2 separate regions of the Gossypium arboreum genome follow, and region 1 is linked to region 2. Evidence: chromatin contacts called from public Hi-C data. All regions are on one chromosome and are shown on one strand. Each heading gives the region's core, a stretch centred on a gene start, on an enhancer-like site or on the middle of the called end of the contact. The rest is flanking DNA. Distances are from core to core; before and after follow the strand shown.

Evidence for each region. A called contact is a pair of places that touch in the nucleus more often than the background predicts.
Region 1: a contact with region 2 is called in a Hi-C map of leaf, with 7 times the contacts expected there. The contact joins the promoter of LOC108482245 here to the promoter of LOC108480247 in region 2. A contact is called at or near these places in 2 of 5 Hi-C or Micro-C datasets (both in leaf).

The regions. Positions count from the first base shown.
Region 1 is chr11:60,228,092-60,234,151 of ASM2569848v2, forward strand. LOC108482245 (probable trehalose-phosphate phosphatase J) reads left to right here and starts at 2,860. Exons shown (of 9, transcript XM_017785359.2): 1 at 2,860-3,026; 2 at 3,134-3,405; 3 at 3,491-3,631; 4 at 3,729-3,800; 5 at 3,901-4,152; 6 at 4,241-4,388; 7 at 4,484-4,554; 8 at 4,653-4,745; 9 at 4,825-5,200. The coding sequence starts at 3,023. The coding sequence ends at 4,881.
Region 2 is chr11:59,711,702-59,718,257 of ASM2569848v2, forward strand. It overlaps LOC108480247 (glutathione S-transferase F8, chloroplastic-like), which reads left to right and starts at 4,144. Exons shown (of 3, transcript XM_017783160.2): 1 at 4,144-5,287; 2 at 5,361-5,409; 3 at 5,505-6,143. The coding sequence starts at 5,135. The coding sequence ends at 5,962. LOC108480248 (U11/U12 small nuclear ribonucleoprotein 25 kDa protein-like) reads right to left here. Exons shown (of 4, transcript XM_017783162.2): 4 at 5,871-6,382. The coding sequence ends at 6,287.

The DNA.
Region 1 (6,060 bases), core at 1,610-4,109, 520 kb after region 2:
ATGTACAATTAGTTTTTATTTTATCAAATATATTGAAAGTTGTCACTAAAGGACATTGATGAAAGCTTAAAAACTTAAGTGAAATAAGTATATTATTTTATAGGAAATTATTAGAAGATGAATTCTAACTTGTTAGAAGTGTGAAAAAGAAATAAAAATGGATGGGAAGTCTATTTGGTACATTCGGCCATGGTGAAGGGGAAGTAGAGAACTTTGACCACTTTGTGTAATATTGGTGCTAAATGATAGTTTGTGAAGCAGTGAATATTCTGATGAAGAGAGAATTGAAAATAGATAATTGAGTCAAAAGAAATGCGAATTTCGGACTAAAAAACTTAAGTTGTCAACTTGATGAACCATGCATATTTAAGTTTGTTATAATTACTTTTAGGATTATAATGGATAAATGTCATTGTTTCGTATTGAGTTACTCTTATTATAGCTAAAAACGAAGCGAGCATCTCAAAGGAGAAAGGCGAAGAAAAGAAGCAAAGCGATTGAAACTTAGATTTGCACTAATATCTTATTTTTATTACATAATGCTTTTAGTATTTATTTTATCATGATTAACTATATAAATTTTATTTTATGAATTCGAATGAATTTTGAATGGTTTAATTAGTATTTAAAAGATTATATTTTGAATTGAAAACTATGATTTCAATGATAAAATTAATAAATTCAAGATTTTGAGTTGAATTTAAATATTAATATTTCAAATGTATTGGAAGCCTAATTTTATATTAGGCGATATATAATTGAACATGAAATGAAATTGAAATGATAAATGTTAGAGATTGTGTGACTCGAATCCCAACACTTGTTGAAGAAATAAATACAGTGGAAAAATAAGAGGATTTGTATTGTGAAAATTAAATTAATTATGCGAGTTTAAATTTGATTAAAAAGCTTTTTTATTCGATTTGTCAATATCATAATATTAAAGTTTTTAATATTAGAATATTTTTTATTGTGATGTTATTAATTATATTTATAATCAAGTTTTATTTTATTTCTATCAATTAATTTATATTCAATACTTATGTAATGATTTATATGATATTAGCACCACTTGAGCATAAAAAATATTTAGCGTACCGTTTGTTTATTTTCTCTGTGCAAGTAGTTAGATTCGGTAGGTCATTTTAACAGCATCTAAAGAACCGAAGATCAACTCAAACAATGTTGGTGAAAAGTTGACTTTACAATTTATATAAATGACATGTACCTAGGCTTGTATATATATATATATATATATATATATATAATATTGTGTTGTAAACTAAATTTAAATATTTTCGTTATGTTTTCTTTGCTAGTATTTTATAACTTTTGTTTTAATGAAATGGTAAATCATAGAAATCTAGTTTATTAGTATGTTTTGAAAAATCTAAGTGTTGGGAATTGATTTGGTAGATGATTTAAATGTTGATATATTGTGAAATCTAAATTTTGTAAGGTTTTTTTTTTTTTTACATAAAATAGGCAAAAATGTTTTCGAAATTTTTATAAAATAATTTTACCATTATGTTTCCATTTTGATAAAGCAAGATAAAAAAGTAAGTAACTTCGACAACGGAATATGGTATTTTATATACAGATCCAACAACTGGGTCACATGGAAACTAAATTTGCAAGTTACATATAGTGCATGGCCTAATAGCATCATTTAACCTAATAATTAATATTTAATTAAAAGAAAATCGGTTGCCTAGCAAAAGGAAAAAGAAACGGTCCGAATATTCCAAAACTCCAAATATGGAATATTTATCTTAAAAGTATGCATAATTTGAGTATAATTCAGTTCACTTAGCAACATCCCTAGATAAAATAGGTAGAAGAAAGCAATGTGTTGTTTGTAGACTTGGACCGTTTACATTGATTGTTGATTACGGGATTTGACTTTGATTCTCCAATCTTTCTATTTCAGATGTATTTGTCGTGAAATACCAAATTTTTTTAACTTAATTAAGAAATAAAAGAACCACAGCGAATTAAGAAAATTTTAATATAAGAATCTCTTGTACAGAATAATATGAGATTCAAAACATCTTCCAGTCAAAGGGGTTGAAGAATCAATTCCCCGTTTCTTGAATTAAACATGTGTTACTTTTGATTGTTTGATTAGATTAAACCCATGTTAGGAAATTTCTTTGTGAATCTCAAATTATTATGTTGAAATTAATCGAAAATTGTTGAACAAGTTGAGTAAGCGAGGGATATATAGAATCTCGTACCGTAAATCACATCCTCGGCATGCAAGTAATGGTAATCGACTGATGCTTCCACTTACAGAAACAAAAGAGCAGAGAAAATGAGGATAAACTATAAACAATAATTAATTAATTAAATGAGCCCCAACATTGGGCAGAGCTGGGCACTGTTCTGTCTCAATTTTCAAGACTGGACTAGATTCAGCCAATAGAAACACAGCAATAATTTTCTATTGGATCAAATTAGATATACTGACTAGCTTCATGTGAAGTTTTAAAGAAGATTTATTTATATAATAAAACTTTTGCATAGAGAACTAAAGAACAGACCTAACAAGCTAATTGATGCGATTTGGTGAGCACAGGTGGCACAAACCCATATGATGCGAGCCGTCCAAGGCTATGGTCCAAATGGCATAACTGCTAGCAGCCTGTTAAAACTGCCTTTTTACTTCACACTGCTAAGGCTAAAGACGGCTGTTTTAACAAAGGCATGGGATTTGGGCTGTGGGACCACGTGGCGGTGGAGCCCCTTAAAGCAAAAACTCAGGATATGGTCATGGAGGACGGTGGGTCCCATATTTAGGAGAGAGGCATACTTAGTTTGTTTCGTCGCTTTGTGTCTGGTTTGCTATAAAATGGGCATTCAATCCCCTTCTGTCTCTCTCACATACATTCTCTTCTCCCTATTTCTCTGCCTATTCTTCCTTTGAGTACTCTGTAGACTCCTCTGTTTCAAATCTCCTCCTCTTTACCTTCACATTAACATCTTAACACTTGGTTCTTTTTAGACACCTTAATATCCACAAATGGGTAAGTTCTTTATTGTTGTTATTCTGTATTTTGGGGACCTATTGAGAACTGTGGGCTTTTTAGTTTTTAAGGCAGCTTTTTGCTAAAAATGCTTTGTTTTGTTATAGTGAGTTTCTTAGAAGAGAGAGCAAAGAATATAGGTGGTGGTGGTCAAAATATAATGACTGATGCAAAATCTGTCCTCAACATGTCAATCACAGTGACGGTATCAGCTCAAAAGCCGCCAGCACCCCATGGTTATATCTCCATTTCAACAAAGAGGTTGCTTCACAACCTTGAAATCAATGCTGGGGCAAGAGCCAGTGTATGGGTTGATTCCATGAGAGCTTCTTCACCAACTCATATAAAATCCACACCTGATGATCAAGGTGCCTGGAATGTAAGTTCTAAAGCTATTTCAATCCTTCAATAAAAATGGGCTTGCTCTTTCTTCAACCCAATAAAGATTCTGATTTGTTTTGTAGCTACACCATCCATCTGCCCTGGAGATGTTTGAGCAGATAATAGATGCGTCGAAAGGGAAACAAATAATAATGTTTCTGGACTACGATGGCACACTTTCACCAATTGTTGAGGATCCAGATCGAGCTTTCATGTCCAACAAGGTTGCCTATTTGTCTTATATAAAACTATGGTTAACCTTTGTATAACCCTTTTGGGTATTTTCATCAATACTTACTTTTTCATGCTTATGTACACCAGATGAGAAAGACAGTGAGAAAGCTAGCAAAGTGTTTTCCTACTGCTATAGTGAGTGGCAGATGCAGAGACAAGGTACATTTCCAGGCCACAAATTTTATTCTAAAAAAAAAAAATACCAACTTTTTTCCCCCGAACTTAAATATATTTTTTTCATTGTTTTTGCAAATTGTAGGTGTATAAATTTGTGAAATTAGCTGAACTGTACTACGCTGGAAGTCATGGCATGGACATTAAAGGGCCAGAGAAACGTTCCAAAACTGACAAAGTGACAGAACATGTTCTTTTCCAACCAGCAAGTGAATTTCTTCCCATGATTGACGAGGTTTACAAACAATTGGTTGAGACCACCAAATCAACTCCAGGAGCTAAGGTGGAGAACAACAAGTTCTGTCTCTCTGTACACTTCCGTTGTGTTGATGAAAAGGTAATAAAAAAAAGCCAAATTACAATTATTAACTTAGAATTATTCCGACTATTTTATTGGCACTTGACCCTTTGCTTCAAAACAACAGAAATGGAGTGGACTGGCACAACAGGTTAAGTCAGTTTTAAAGGAGTACCCCAAGCTACGACTAACTCAAGGCAGAAAGGTTCTTGAAATCCGTCCTACTATTAAATGGGACAAAGGGAAAGCCCTTGAATTTTTATTAGAATCTCTTGGTAAGTTGTTTTTTTTTTTTTTTTTTTAATATAAATAATATTTGATGCATTGAGGGGATGATGTACTAACAGTTATTATAAACATCTTTTTATAGGATTCGCAAACTGTACTGATGTTTTCCCTGTCTATATTGGAGATGATCGCACAGATGAAGATGCATTTAAGGTATCCAATGCTCAAAATTAAGGACAAGGCATGTCTTTGCTTTATTAAACTTGTAGATCTTGTGCTAACAGTGGTGTTTTTTTCCCCATTGTTATTAGATATTGAGAGACAGAGGACAAGGTTTCGGAATTCTTGTCTCAAAGTACCCCAAAGACACCAATGCATCATATTCTTTACAAGAACCAGATGAGGTAAGTTCCAAAACTAGCACAAACAAGTATTATTTTATTTTTGTTTTGGTAACTTATCATAATCTTTCCTTTCTTGCAGGTTATGGATTTTTTACGGCGTCTGGTTGAATGGAAACAATTATCTATGGGAGCTTAATTCAAAATCTAAAAGTTAGGAAGATATGGAAAAACATTTGTCCACCCTAGCAAAAAGAAATATAAAGGGTTGGGACGAAATTATGTAGTAAATTCTTGTTAAGATAAAAAAAAATGAACAAGAAAAAAAAGAATATATATATATATATATATATAATACATGTATTGTATCTTTAGGCTTGAAGGCCTCGCACATCTTGTAACTAGCATGGTACAAGGGTTATGACTTGTAGCTTCATAATTCGTCTATTATGCATAGAAATGTTACTCTCCTTGTTTATCTCTTTATCCCTCTTATTAACAAAAGCAAAGTTTACGTTGCTTTGGTTCTTCATTTAATTTTTTTTAATATTTATGTTGGATGTATATTCAAATATAAGTATTGAGAAATGGTTCAGCAATTATAATGCCTAGTCTAAAAAATGATTGAACATACTCATATCTAATGTTTACTTACATTGGACGATAACACTTGAATACGAATAACATAAAAAACAAAACTATCTCATTTTCACTATATCTGTGATGAATATAAAGTTTTCTCGTGGAAGGGAATTATAATATTAAGCATATTCATTGAAAATTGATTTAAAAAGTCTGATGCGCTACTTACCACTTAAATTTCAGATACTCAGCATATGCATCTGCAAATTTAATTTTAAGTTATTGCTTTTGTTTTTGTTAACTCAAAATAAGAAGCTAAGCCTATGCTTATGCTTATGCTTTTAACTTTAATCTAATTTCTTTTTTGGGGCCAAATTTCTCAGCTATTATCCAACCTTGTCTGTGAATAAGTTCTTTTTTTTTTAGCTTTTTCTATAAAGAACGCTGCCTTTGTCACTTCATTAGTGGACAGGCAGTTTGGTATTTAACTGAGTGAACACTGTAAAAGGACTAACTGAGGGAGGGTGGAGAAGATTTATAGTCTTTTGAAAGTGAAAGAATTTGATAAAAAAACACGAAGTATTTGGAATATAAAACAAAAATATATAATTGTTGATACAAAGGTACAACAAGAAAGAAATAAAGAGGAGGGTGTAGTAGTGTTGATGGAGGCCATTTCACCCAATTGGGACCGAGAGTTGGAAGTTATAGAGACTAGAGGTTAAGAAAGTATGAAGACTAAGTGCTGAAGGTAAGTTGGCAGAGTATAGGCAAGTATATTCAAGAGCTAGTCCTC
Region 2 (6,556 bases), core at 2,894-5,393:
CTAGTAGGCTATAGTAGTGTCAAGAAGGGTTGCAGGATTTTGGATCCTATAACTTACAAAGTCTTTATGAGTAAAGATGTTGTGTTTAATGAGAGGTCAAGTTGGAATTGGGATAAAGTGAACTAGAATGTATTGCTGAAGACTTGGTAACAGAGCAACTGAAGTTGATCAAAATGATCCTGAGTGGACATTGATCATGAGCCTATTAGGGGAACCAAACCACTAAGTGAAATATATGAGAGGGTAGGTGTGGCTACAGTTTAACCAACCTTTCTTGAAGAAGCTCAAGCTCAAGAAGGTTGGAGGCAAGCCATGCTTGATGAAATGAACATGATTCACAAAAACCAGACCTGGGAGTTAGTTGCAAGAGTAGTTCACAGGAAGGTCATAAGAGTAAAATGGGTGTTTCGAGCCAAGCACAATGCTAATTGAACTTTGAACAAGCTGAAGGCAAGATTAGTAGTGAAGAGGTTTAGTCATAAATATGGGATCAATTTCCTTGAAACATTTGCGCTAGTGGCAAAGCTTGATATAATCAGACTACTAGTTGCATTGGCTGCTCAAAGGCAGTGGAAAATACATAAACTTGATGTAAAATTTTCCTTCCTCAATGGCTTTCTTGATGAGGAGATATATGTTGAATAGCCAGAGGGTTTTAAAGTTGTTGGTGAATAAGACAAAGTTTACAAGCTAAGAAAAGCCTTGTATGGCTTAAAATAGGCACTAAGGGCTTGGTATGACAGAATTGACACCTACCTAGCAAGCTTGGGGTTCGAGAGAAGCATTAGTGAGCCAACACTGTATGTGAAGAAGAAAGGTGATGAAACATTACTCATAGTCTCCTTGTATGTGGATGACTTGCTTGTGACAGGAGAAAACAATGCTATGTTGACTGATTTTAAAGGCAAGATGGAGAGCATGTTTGAAATGTCAGATTTGGGTGACATGTCCTATTTCCTTGGGATGGAAGTGTCTCAGACTTAGCAAGGAATTTTTTTAAGCCAAAAGGGTTTTGCCTTGAAAATTCTGAACAAATTTTCCATGCAAAATTACAAGGCAACTAGCACTCCAATTGCTGTTGAAGAAAAAATGTCAAGCCAAGATGATTTTGAAAAAGTGAATGAATCAACCTATAGGAGCTTAGTGGGATGTTTGCTCTATTTAATAGCCACAAGGCCAGACATATTTTTTGCAGTCAGTTTCCTATCTAGGTTTGTGCATTGCTGCAACATGAATAATTTTCAAGCTGCAAAGAGAGTACTGAGGTACATTAAGGGAACTCTGTGCTTTGGAGTTATGTTCACCAAAGTTGACAGCATGAAGTTTCTTGGTTTTGCTGACAGTGACTGGGCAGGATCGATAGATGACATGAAAAGCACCTCAAGGTATCTATTTACCTTGGTTCAGCTGTTTTTTATTGGACCTCAAAGAAACAGTTTATTGTAGCTCAATCAATAGCTGAAGCAGAATATGTAGCAGCTGCAAGAGCTGTTAACCAAACAATTTGGTTAAGGAAGATCATGGCAGATTTGAATTCACACCAAAGAGAAGCAACAGAGATCAGAAGTGATAATCAATCTGCTGTTGCAATTGCAAAGAACCCAGTGTTTCATGGGAAAACAAAACATTTTAAGACATTTTGTTAAAGAAATGGAACAATCTCAAGAAATCAAACTGGTTCATTACAGTTCAGAAGACCAGTTGGCTAATATGTTGACAAAGGCTCTTGGTGTGACAAGGTTCAAGAATTTGAGAGCTAGATTGGGTGTTTGTAGCATGGAAGCCAAGGAGGAGTGTTAGAAATTGACTTACATACAGCCCTTGGGATCGAGCCATGCAGTTAGCAGCTGAAGCCCATACAACTGTCATTTTGTTGTTTTGATGATGTTTTTTTGCTTAGTTAGAATTGAACTAAGTTTGTAATGAATTTGTTGTAATTTGGTGCTGATATATTTGATAAATCAACTTAACCAAGTGTGCAAGCAATATTTTATAAGTTTCAAGACATTGTTAGTGGAGTTAGGTGTGTTTAGGTGACATTTTCTTCCTTTTGACAAGTTAATTACTTGTTATATGTAATGTTTTGTTCTTTTTCATATATGATGATGAATCATTCAACAAATTTTCTCCTCATTTTCTAGTTTAAGCTAAGCAATCTATTCTTGTTCTTCTAGATTGATTTTCTTGTTTGTTCAGCAAGCCACTGTAGCTTAAAGCTTAAGATTTTGCTGTAATTGCTTAGTTTTGATTCTCAACACCAACCGTCATTACATGCAACTAATTTGAAGGAAATAATTCAATCAGTTCAGCATATGTATATCCAATATGATTTTTTATATACTTTTAATAAATAATTATTTTTTGAGTTTTTATACATTTGGAATATATATTAGAATTTTATTATATTTTTAATATATATTTTTTTATAACTTTTGATTTTTTTAGTTTCACACTCATCCAAAATGAATTTAGACATAAGGTTATTTAAATTCATTTTACATATGCACATTTTAATTATTTAAAAAAAAATTAATTTTGCTAAGCAGACACGTCAATATACTGTCACGTGATAATTTTTGCTGGCTTCTATTTAACAGTCAAACTATTTAGCTAATGATTTCCATTAACGGAAGAGATGAATAGTATATGTCCTCGGAGAGGTAGTGGATATTGTAAGTCCCATACCAAGGCTACGGGATTCGGGATGACTAGTTATCAATACACTCGAATGAAGTCGAAAAGATGATTATGTGCCCTTCTGAAATAGCATGTTATTATGACACGTGTCTAAGTCTAGATAGATATGACAAATCTCCAATTTATTTATCTTCTTTCAAGTATAAAATAAAAATCAAAATGGAAAATTAAAAATATTTTTTAAATTTAACACCCATTAAGAGTTGAAGTCAGAAAATTGGATGAGGACACATTGTCCCGGTTTAGCGTGGTGATTTTTTGAAAAAAGTAGATTGTTTGATATCTTCCAACTCTTTCGAGCCAATGGCTGATGGTAACTAGTATTAAAAGAATAAGATTTAAAATCTAGAAAATTTTGGGTTTTATTAATTTTTTTCATATGTTTATCATTTCTTTTATATTTTTATAATATTTTTAGTTTTAATGTGTTTAATAGTTTTTCTTATAATTTTATAATATGTTATATTTTTCGTAATCATATAGTTTTATAATTTTCTATTAATATTTATTTTTTATATTTTGTACAATTTTCTATAATTTTTATGATTTTTAAGAAATTTAAAGAGGATATATATATATATTGCCATGTGGCACATTCTTGACTTGCCACATGGTGAAGTAACACCATTAAGGGCTTACACAGAAATTGATTTTTTACATTCAATTAAGGGCACATTTGAAATTGATTATTAAATTATTTTAGATGAGTTTTTGTTATATTAAGCTTCAAAATTGGGCTAATATTTGGATTATTTCTAATTTCAAGCGAACAGGAGATTAAAAGTTTGTATTTAGGTTAATATAATAGTTTGCACTTAAATTTTCTTCTGATATAGTACATATATAAAGAAAATGTCGAATGTTCTATTCTGCCATATATTGATGTAACCAAAGCTTCAACATTATTTAATTTACACGTGTCATTATATGATAGGTTTTAGATTTTGAATATAATTTTTACCGTTTAATTTTCAATAGATAAGTTTTAGTTTTTGTTTAGTTTTTTTAAGTTTTGTTTATTTCTTAAAAATAAAAATAAAAGAAATTTATCAAATTTAATCCACATGTAAAAATATATTCAAAATTCAAAACCAAGACATATTTCATTCATTGTTGTGAATGCAATGTGTAAATTAAACAATGTGATAGCCTTTGGGTACATTCATACACAGCAGAATAGTACAGGTATCAATTTGGGCTTATAGGTACCGCATTGTACATGAGATGAAAGTTGAGGGGTCAAATGAGAGTATTAAAAAGATAGACGTTGATTGCCAACAACTCTTATTCCACTTCCAGCGTCTGTATCTCATTTCTCCATTTGATTTGTTTTCCTTTTTCAGTTAAGTTTCCTTTTGATTGGTTTTTCCATTTTCAGTTAACACGCCTGCTAGCCATTCAATTGCAATGGCTCTTCCTCCCGTTTTAAACACCCTTTCATCCCAACCCCACACCCACAGCAAAACCCAAACGACTTGGCCGCCGCAGTGGGTTCCATCGGCAGATTTTCTCGGGGTGAAGACCTGAAGCCTTATTTGTACTTTGCTGAAGGGTGTAAGAACGGCAGTAGCTGTAAGTTCGTTCATGGAGATGCAGCTACTACCGTTCTTACAAAACCCTCCAGAATGGTGGAAATTCAACAGCATTTTGTCAGCCTTTGAATGAAAACGAGTGACATTATTTGGAGGAGCTGAATCAGAATTTCCATCAAATGTATATGTTTGGGGGCTTGCTATATATTATTGCATTTGATAATGTAACTATCATTTACAAGCAACATCTGAGATACACAAGGTAAACTTCTTCTTATTAGATTTACCTTCCTAACGTTTAAAGACAAAGGTACCAATGCCATTGTACGCTGTAATAATAATAGGTAGAAGTGGAGCAACATAATATATGTAGTGGATCAGCAGCTTTAATGCGTATTTTTTATCATTTCAACTAAAACTTTGCTTATTTTTACTTTTACATAAATTATTTTTTTACCAACATCATAACCTAATTAGTTATTATGTACCGTTGTGAGCATCTATTGTAACTGTCTATGAGAAGATGCATGCAAACACTTATCAAATGATAGTTGTAAGATTTAAACCGACATAAGCCCGCGGGTATCTTTGATAAAGCAATAGAACCAAAAGCATAATAAAAACATAAAAGGAAAACAAAAATCACAGAGCGAAGGGTTTCCAGAGTAACAGCCAATATTTCTCTTTGTAGTCCATGTCTTGAAGTATTTTCAAGACCCAAACTTAGCCCAGTGGAGCCTATAATGCTGTAGATACAAAACACCCTCTTTATGAGATTATGTCCTAGGTGGACCCACTTAACTCCACTCGTTAAGCAAGGGATAAAGTGGGTAGTGGATTAGGTGCAAGTTCCTTTTATATGGGTGGAGAGTGTTAACGCAGGACAAAGTAGACGGCACTTCCAAATGGCAACTCCGGTGAAAGTGCATGGCCCCCCATTGTCTACTGCTGTGTCTAGGGTCTTAGCTTGTCTCATTGAGAAAGATGTTCAATTCCAGCTTATTCCCGTTAACATGTCCAAGGGAGAGCACAAAAGTTCTGATTTCCTCAAGATCCAGGTACATACATACATGAATGAATTATCTGCTTCCTGAAATTGAACTAAACTATTTTAATTGTTGGCTTCGACAGCCCTTTGGTCAAGTACCGGCATTTCAAGACGAAAGCACCTCCCTGTTTGGTAATCAATCATTCCCAAACTTGCATTTTGTGGTTGGTACTTTTTGTTTTGAGTATTGTGGCTAAGATTTTGATTTGGGAAATTGAATTTTGTAGAGTCACGGGCGATTTGTAGGTATGTATGTGAAAAGTATGCAGAGAAGGGGAACAAGGGATTGTATGGGAGCAACCCGTTGGCGAAAGCTTCAATAGATCAATGGTTGGAGGCAGAAGGGCAGAGCTTTAACCCCCCAAGCTCAGTTCTGGTATTCCAACTTGCATTTGCACCCCGAATGAAGATTAAGCAAGACCAATCCTTGATCAACCAAAACCACGATAAGCTGGCTAAAGTGCTGGAGGTGTACGAGAAAAGGCTAGGAGAAAGTCGGTTCTTGGCCGGGGATGAGTTTTCATTGGCAGATCTTTCCCACTTGCCTAACACACATTATTTGGTGAATGCTACTGACAGGGGTGAGCTCTTCACTTCCAAGAAAAATGTAGGGAGGTGGTGGGCTGAGATTTCCAGCCGTGATTCCTGGAAAAAGGTAGTTGATATGCAGAAGCACAGCAGTTGATACAGCCTTGCTCTGTTTGCTCGCCTTTTCCTACATGCTACTCTTATTGTTGAACTCTATGAGGGATTTGCTGTAATTCCTTCTTGTTATTGCCTTTGTTGTGTACTTTTGGAGATGATGACGTGATTAATGTATTTGGTTTTGAGAATCCGAGATATGATAAAGCTAATTTTATTAATAATTTAGTATTAGAAGAGCTTTAAAATTTATTTAAAATGTCAACTAGAAATTAATGTACTTGTACCACATTTACTCTGCTATGGAACATTGAATTTGTGGAATGAGTTGGCTCAGAAAACAGGATGCCTCAATGATTGAATGTCATCATGATTGCTTGTTCAGGCCAAGGAAGAAGCGGTGTTTTCTCCTCTTAGAATGTCTCCCAGAACCTTTTGAGACAACATAGGGTAAAAAATGTACCTGCAATACACATCATAACATCCTAGGAGAAATTCTTCATGTTTATAATTTTACATGCCGCCTGCTGCTAGACATTATAGCCCCAGTAATTGTAAATGAGAGCCAATTTTCGAGATCAATTTTAAGTTAAGATTCCTCTCAATGATATTTATAAAAACCTACTTGGGATGATGG